Regions from separate parts of the Mus musculus genome. Here region 2 is linked to region 1. Evidence: chromatin contacts called from public HiChIP or PLAC-seq data. All regions are on one chromosome and are shown on one strand. The core of a region is the stretch at or near the end of the contact, and the rest is flanking DNA. Distances in the headings are between cores, read along the strand shown. Region 1 overlaps Galns (galactosamine (N-acetyl)-6-sulfate sulfatase). Region 2 holds the start of Acsf3 (acyl-CoA synthetase family member 3).

Region 1 (4,185 bases), core at 1,229-3,728:
TATTATGGTCTGCATGCCCTGTTCTGGGTCACTTGAGTATCTTGCTCCACTTCCTTCTTGGGCCTGGGGATCAGTAGAACCCAGAATCCCTTGGTGTGACTACTCCATATGGACTGATGGGCAGGTAGTGATGCCAGGCAGGCCCCACCCTTAACACCCCTTCTGAATGAGAAAACGAAAAAAGGAAGGGATAGGACTGCTCTCAGGTAGAGTGGAGGATAAAACGGAGATCATAGCTAGAGTCAGAGACCTGTCTCTGTGAGAGTCCAGAGCGGACATGACCCTGAGCCTTGTGAGGAGATCCGAAGTGGGGGCAACCAGGTGCAGGAGCCAGGAGGCCAAATGTACAAAAGGGGTGGGTAACCAAAAGGTTGGATCAAGAGCAGCCTAGCTCCGTGCCCCCTGCACTGGAGAGTTCAGGGTAGGGAGTAGGGTATGCCAGCCATACCCTGTAACTGACTGAGGGATGCAGGGAGAACCTGGCAGCTAGGCCTGCTTTGATCTGTTAAGTAGGCACCTCAGCTGTTTGTCTGGTTTGAGACTTTACATCTCCCTCCCAACCCAGTGCTAGAGATCAGCCAGGCCTGGTGGAGGTGAGGAGTAAATACACAGATGGACAAGGGTCCCAGGCCCATTAGGGTTGGGGTCCTGTAGAAGGCCTTGGAAGGAGACGCTTGGTCCCCGCCCCGCCCTGCCTGCCTTCCTGCTGAGCTGGCTGCAGAGATGGAGAACACCTGGAATTCCAGTGAGGTCACTAGGCCTAAGGCCTTTCCTCCCGCTCACCGCCAGGTCTAGCGGCAGTTCCTCGTGGACACTGATGTACCCAGGCCCTCCCTCGCCTGTCCTTTGCTGCCTTGAGATCTGACTAGCCTGGTAGCCTGGTCTCCACTGCCCACACCCGTACTCGGAATCCATCTCTGTGTGTCCATCTTGAGCACTTCCCCTCTTCCCTTTCTAGCCCTGCCCTCTGTAGCTGAGGGCCTAGGGTCCTGTGCGCTGTGAACTAGGCTGGCCACTGCCCTCACCACACACACGCCCACCATCAAGCCTGCTTCTGTCTCTAGGAGGGAGTCTGTTCTCCCATTCATTTTTAATTGGTGGCAGTGTTGTTGGAGGGCAAGCAACGTCTGAGCCAGAATGTTGTCCAGGGTTCCACACCACGTGGCCCGTGCTGAAGGGGGTCTCTGCAGCATCCACGGAGTGAGGAGGGCTGATACTGTTAAGAAGTTGGAAAACACCTGAGATCGCCTGAACTACTCAGTTGTTATTAGCCGAACTTTGTCCTGTAAACTGCCGCTGTCCTCAGTTCTCACGGTCTGACTCAGGGTTGAGGCCCAGGTAAAGGGTGGTTGTTACAGACAAAAGGCTACAATCTGCCTCTGCTAGTGTTCGTGAGCTTCTGGTGTGAGAGAACTCCCAGGTCTTGGGCCTTCACTCCTGGATTCCTGGGGTTGTCTTTTTTTTTTTTTTTTTTTTTTTTTTTTTTGGTTTTTCGAGACAGGGCTTCTCTGTGTAGCCCTGGCTTTCCTGGAACTCACTTTGTAGACCAGGCTGGCCTTGAACTCAGAAATCTGCCTGCCTCTGCCTCCCGAGTGCCACCACACCGGGCTCCTGGGGTTGTCTTAACAAGCCTCAGGTTCTAGCTTCAGACCTAAGATGGAGGTCTCAGCTGCTACACCTGAACTTTGATCTCCCAGGAGAGTGAGCCAACCCGAGTGTCCTGTCCCTTACCACCTCTCCAAAATCAGGAGATTTCTAGCAGTCTGCCTGTCCCCATCCCGCTGTGCATCCAGAGCCAGGCCAGAGGCCTGCTCTGCGGGGAGGATGAAGTGTTACAGCAGGCTGACTTCCCGGAGGTGCCCTGAGGGCGAGCAAGGCACTCACACAACTGCAGCTGTAAGAGAAACCCTAGACCAATTAGCGGGATCTTAATTAAATAGCTTATTTGATTTGCATCCAAATTATAATTTATGAGTTCCATCTAGACCTCTCCATTAACTGTTTGGTATTTTCATGCTAATGGTTGTGGTTTCCTGCTGTGTGCTGCACAGTTTGTCCCCTGGCAGGACGCTCCAGGAGGCCTAGATTCGGGACCCACTTTGACTGTAATATAGCCCACCCTTCCAGTCCCCAACTTGTATCTCTGCAGCTCCTCACAAATGGAACTTCATAGGCTATGGCCTCCCTGCTTTATAGACTGTAAACTGCTGCACCAACCAGCTGTCCATCCCAGAAGTGTTACACAAGGTGCTGCAGACATTTCCTTAGTGAACGGCGCTGCGTGTCAAATGTATACAGACCCTACAGGAAGGTCTCCCACTGCTGAGTTGGCTGACACTAGGGCAACTGAGTCACAGCTCCTGTCTGAGACTGTTGGAGGCGTGGTTAGGGGCATTCTCCATTCCTACATCAGTCCACCCCAAGGAGTACGCAGCGAAATCTCATAGGGGAGGTCCAGGGCAAAGGGCAAGCTTGTACACACAAACGGCTGTAATGGAATCAGACTGCACCCAGGAAAGGTAGCCGCAGCAGCCAAACTATCTGAGAGGAAGCTGCAGGGACTGACTCCGTACAGCCTGAGTATGTGTTCCGCCTTCCCTCTGTACCTCTGAAGGCAGTGGTCATGATTCCACAGCCTGTGCCCTTCCCTCGAGCCTGGTCACGGCTGTTTTGTCCCTTACTTCAGCTCACGTGTTCAGCTCTGGGTCTGCGTTCTCTCAGCTTTCAAGCCAAAGGTCCCTCTTCCTGTGTCTGGTCTAGTGACTCACCCTGACTCGTCATCTTCTGAGAGGCCACTGTTCTCCTGGCCGCACACTGAAAAGGCTTTATGGCGCTCTGAGGAGCACTCCTCAAAATCAAAGCGTTAGCCGGTCCAGACGGCTTCATCTGTTTTGAGGCAGGGTCTCCTGTAGCCCAGGCTGACTTCAAACTCAAGATATTCCTACTTCTATCTCCTGAGTGCTGAGATTACAGCCTAGCTGCCCAGACTATTATGGAAAAAACTTGGGGAGCCGCCCAGAGACAGATGCTAAGCAGTTCCTCCTGAAGCTTTCCCCCATCCAGGAGGTGACCAGATCCAACCGCTCTCACGTTCACTCCCCAGGGAACACCGCAGTACCAGGCGCGAGGGATGTGTGAGCAGCTGGACTAGTAGGGCATCTCTGCTGCATGGGCTTCTGGGTCCTGGATGCCCACTTGTTCTCTGTGCCTCTCATTGCAGGGCACTGACTTCTGCCCCGGGCAGAACGTCTCAGGAGTTACAACCCACACCCAGGAAGAACACACGGAGCTACCCCTGATCTTCCACCTGGGACGGGACCCAGGGGAGAGATTCCCACTCAGGTGAGGCAGGGGCAGGGTCTCCATGCCGCAGAGGAGACACTGGCCAGACAGGCCAAAGGTGAGAACCACGTCTGGGTGCTCTGCCTTCCGTGGAGTTACCCCTCTGGTCTCACAGGAAATGGATGCCTTTGTGTGGAGATGAAGAACACAGACATGGGACCCTGGGCGCCCAACCAAGGAGGATGTAGAGCCTACTAACTCCCAGAGACCTCTATCTTCACCTCAGGCCATGGCTGCCATGCTCTCTGGGAGCTCCCCTCCTGCTTTCTCTTCCTGGTTGCCTCTCATCCCTCCCCATTCTGGGTTGAGTTCATTGACAACCCCAGCAATGGATCCTATACTCTAAGCTACCTTCAGGGATGGCCAAGGGCAGGGGTAAGCAAGTCAGCCATAGGAGACATCCATCCACACCAACTAGCCCTGGGACTGACAGGAGGGAAAGGCTGAGGGCGAGGAGATCCAAGGACTCCATCCCAGATTCTGGAGTACAGTGCTTCAGACCATGGACCCTGGAGCTGAGGGTACCTAGTGGCCTCCACTGGGCAGGAGTCTTTGAGCTCAAAAGTCACTATACCTGGCTAACCTCAACGACAAACAATGGTGGGTTAAACGGTCACTGCAGGGTTCTATCCCTGAAGGGTTCAAGAGCACCCCTCCTAGCTTTCCCTATTCGCAGTGATACTCAAAAGTCACCGCAATCTGTGACTGGCGTCACATCTATCAAAGTGTCCCCATCTCCTAACTGTCCTCAGCTGTCCCCATCTCCTAACTGTCCTCAGCTGACTCGAGCCCAATACACTCTGGCTCTCCCCGGGAGGCTAACACGGCTCCCCTGGAAGGATA
Region 2 (3,933 bases), core at 118-2,617, 190 kb before region 1:
AGGAAAGAGCAAACTGATTCCTGTGTGGACAGCTGTACTCATGCTGGGGTGGCACTGCTGTGCCATCGTCAGTTCTTATAAGTTCTACCATGTCCCCTCTGAGGCACTGTCTTACTCTCTCATATATGGAAATGGGACCAGTGCAGGCCTCCAAAGCCACTTTGGTCTTTGTACTGGCTGGATTTGTGTCAATTTAACACAAGCCTGATTTATCACAGAAAAAGGAGCCTCCCTTAAGGAAGTGCCTCCATGAGATCCAGCTGCAAGGCCTTTTCTCAATTAGTGATCAAGGGTTGGAGGACCCATTGTGGGTGGTGCCATTCCTGGGCTGGTACTCTTGGGTTCTATAAGAAAGCAGGCTGAGCAAGCCAGGGGAAGCAAGCCAGTAAGGAATGTCCCTCCATGGCCTCTGCGTCAGCTCCTGCTTTCTGACCTGTTTGAGTTCCAGTCCTGACTTCCTTTGGTGATGAACAGCAACATGGAAGTGTAAGCTGAATAAACCCTTTCTTCCCCAACTTGCTTCTAGGTCATAATGTTTGTGCAGGAATAGAAACCCCAACTAAGAAAGTCTTCAAGCATGAGCCTGGCCCAATCATTAAACATCTGTCAGCATTGAGCTAACTCCCAGCTCGTCCAACCAGAGCCAGTTCTTTAGGGCAAAACACTGTCTATTCAGGGCATCTGGCTGTGCATGGTTCCCTGACCCACTTCATGTCCAGGGATGTCATCAGAAAGGTATGTCTACATCCGTCTGGAGACAAGGGCAGCAGGGACACCGGTTTTACAATAATCACGTTGGCCTTGAAAACGCTTAGCGCATTTCCGATTTCAGGACTCCCTCTCGGGACAGCCTATGGCTTAGATGTGCTCCTACAGCAGTATCTGGAGGCTCTCACGGGTCTTAGTGGTCAGCCACAGGCAAGTTCCCTCCCTTCCAGGATGAGAATCAACACACTTCTCTTTTAGAGAAATTCCCGGACCCGCTTCCAAATCCAGAAGCCCTTCCTCGCATGCACGCTGGTCCCGTCCCTGACGCCCTAGTCGGCTCTCGGGACCCATCCGAGCCAGGACCCTGGCGACCTGCATCCCACACGGTGCTCGGCGCAAACAAATCGGGGAGGGGTTTCGTGTGACGTCATCCCGGGTCCTTACAGAAGTGTCCCTCACGCTGTGACAGACACCTGCCCGACAGGTCCCACGGCCCCCGGGTCAGCTCCAGCTCACCTCGACACCCCCTTTCTTGTAGTCTGCTGCGCGCTCACCTGGGGTCAGGCGGGGTTGGGGTGGGGGTGTCAGGGGTGGGGCACGGGAGTGCGAGGTTGTCCAGGTAGGTGAAGCGGGCCGGAATGAGTCCTACACCTAAAAGTGTCCGCAGGCGAAAAGTGTCCGTCGATCTAATACGTCCCGGGATGCAGCGCCTGAGAAATGCGTTCCGGGAACGAACGTTCCTGCTCATTCGCATACTCCATCTGCTCGCAAGTCTTGAGAGGGACTGGCAGAGAGTGGCCTTTAGGTGCCTGACATCTGTTACCAGATCTCTGGATCCATTGTCCTGATGGAACAAGTACTGTGAGTTGTTTGCATTGGGTCCTATTTAACTGTTGTTATTGAGACAGGGTCTCATGTAGCCCAAGCCAGCAATGTAGCTAAGGGTAACCTACCTCTACCTTTTGAGAGATGACTAATTATAGGCTTGCTTCGCCACATTCGGCTTACGTAGTGCCAAGGATGAAACCTGGGGCTTCACACATGCTAGACAAGCACCGCAACGACTTGGAGCTGTATTCTCAGCTCTCAACGATCATTTTAATAGGCATGATGGCTCCCGTGGCCAAAGGGACCACACAGCTGTGGTCACCATCTTCGCCAAATCAGGATGTAAATGGACTCCCTTGGCCCCTGAAGAGGGGTTCCTCGGCTTGCAGCTGGGGGGGTCTATATGCTAAACACACCTCTGTGACACAGACCAGGAACTGTGGCAGGATGGAGGCAAGGTCTCATTCTGTAGCACAGGATGGCATTAAACTCCTGGTAATCCCACTGCCTCAGCCTCCTGAGTATAGGGATTACAGATCTATGCCTCCACAGCCAGTTTTAGGGTAGGATACTAAATGCTTTCTGTACAGTAAAGATAAACCTTGAAACACTAAGGTCTGTTTGTCAGTGGCAGCAAAGCTATAGACAAAACTCCTCTCCCTGCAGCAGCTGGGGAAGTCTCACAGACCTCCATGTAGGTAAAACACGGATTCTTGACTTAGGCTTTCAGGAAGATTCATTATGAAGCACATTTGGAGTTAGCAAGACGTAGCTTTAATATAGTTTTAAGCATTACCATTGAGACATACTGGTGAGGGAACTGATTTAGGCGAAGGATGGTAGACGCCCTAGTACTGATGTGGGCTTCTGAGGAGAGCACTGGGTGTCTTTACAATAGCCATACACAAAATTCAGGAGGCTTCTGAAGTTATACAGTTTCTAACAAACTTTTTGTTTCCTTTTCTTTTCCCTTTTTTGGCAAGTGAGATCAAAGAGAGGAAGAGGCAGAGAATCAACGTGAATCAAAATGTCTAACATTGGGATTTACACCACAGACCCTAGGACTTCTATGCTTAAATGTCTACACCCAAAGCATAGTCCTAAACATGGCCAGAATGGAGACAGATTCTGTGACCCCTGGGCCTTGGAAATCATCAAGAGTCTGGATTTGGGTTTGGAGTGCTCAGTTGTTAGCATAACCCCCAGGATTATGCCTAAACAAGACATGTTAATCACAGTATTTAGAATGTGGAAGCAAAAGGATTAGAAATTCAGGGTTATCTGACTACATAGAGAGTTTGAGGTCAGCTTGGGATACATAAGATTGTCTCAAAAACAAACAAACAAACAAACAAAACCACAAAACCATCAAGAGAAGAGATAGAGTGGCTGGAGAGATGGCTCAGTGGTATTCCCCTCCCAGGGGGTCTGAATTTGATTCTAAGCACTTATACCAAGCAATTCACAAATGCCTGTAACTCAAGCTCCATGGGCGATCCGGCTTCTGTGGTCTCTCTGTCTCTGTCTCTGTCTCTGTCTCTGTCTCTGTCTCTCTCTCTCTCTCTCTCTCTCTCTCTCTCTCACACACACACACACACACACACACAAATAACAAGAGGCCCACAGGGTCCAGTCCCATCCAGCCCCTGAGCTTCTGATTGACATTTCAGTGACCACAGCATGGGTTGTCTGGAATGACCAGATATTTGAGGTTATCCAGATAGTCACTAACAGAAGAGATGTGGACTAACCAGCCAGGAAAAACAAATGCAGAAAGCAGGCATATCCATGTGAGGAAAACTCCAGCACGACCCCCATTACTGTCCTCAGCTGAGTTACAGATGTCCTGAAGGACCAAGATGCTCTAGCAGAGAGTTCCCCAAAGGCCTGAGGACTAGGAAGAGTGGTGGCTAAGCAGGATCCTCCACAGAAGGGCTGGAAACAAGGGGGAGGGGTGTGTCTGGACAAACAGCCGAGGTGGAAATCGAGGGGGAAGAGATTGGCTGGGTCTGCTGGGAAGTCTGGTGGGCAGGATTTGAGGTTTCGGGAAGGGAAAGTGGAAAAGACAGAACAAGGGAATTCATAGGAGGAATTCAAAAGAGCCAGCAGAGACAAGGCCATAAGGGCCTGGCACAGAGAATCAGGTGGACACATGAACTTTGCAAGTGCAAGGGTGGAGTGTAGCAGTTGCCTCTCAGAGGGAGGCTGTGTGCTCAGTCCACCAGAGCACTTCCTGCTGCGGGAAAGTGTGAACTGCCATTACTCTGGCCTTCTTCATCACTGGCTCCCCATCGTGGTCCAGGACAGGTGCCTGTCAACAGATGTGAGATAAATGGTAGTAGCCAGACAGCAGCACCTGCAGCCTTGGGCAGGAAGCCAGCTCCCACCTTCCCTCGA

Evidence for each region. HiChIP or PLAC-seq counts read pairs in DNA pulled down with a chosen protein or histone mark.
Region 2: a contact with region 1 is called in an HNF4G HiChIP or PLAC-seq map of pancreatic cancer cells. The contact joins the promoter of Acsf3 here to the enhancer-like site in region 1. A contact is called at or near these places in 13 of 39 promoter capture datasets (the 3T3-L1 cell line, cranial neural crest, embryonic stem cells and 9 more), 5 of 115 datasets of contacts at active chromatin or transcription factors (bone marrow-derived macrophages, cardiomyocytes, effector CD8 T cells and 2 more) and 4 of 9 other capture datasets (adipose tissue, embryonic stem cells, macrophages and 1 more).

The regions. Positions count from the first base shown.
Region 1 is chr8:122,584,069-122,588,253 of GRCm38.p6, reverse strand. It overlaps Galns (galactosamine (N-acetyl)-6-sulfate sulfatase), which reads left to right. Exons shown (of 14, transcript NM_016722.4): 12 at 3,221-3,342. It also overlaps the pseudogene Gm34962. Among named protein-coding and RNA genes, the nearest start is that of Aprt, 9.3 kb to the right of the region's middle. Within about 2 kb of position 2,478, at least 95 of the 459 cell types and tissues checked have an H3K27ac peak or open chromatin away from gene starts, as enhancers often do. A contact at or near this core is called in bone marrow-derived macrophages, macrophages and pancreatic cancer cells, where this site is marked.
Region 2 is chr8:122,772,920-122,776,852 of GRCm38.p6, reverse strand. Acsf3 (acyl-CoA synthetase family member 3) reads right to left here and starts at 1,367. Exons shown (of 10, transcript NM_144932.4): 1 at 1,263-1,367. It overlaps Gm39271 (a long non-coding RNA gene), which reads left to right and starts at 1,405. Exons shown (of 3, transcript XR_879309.2): 1 at 1,405-1,569; 2 at 2,520-3,933.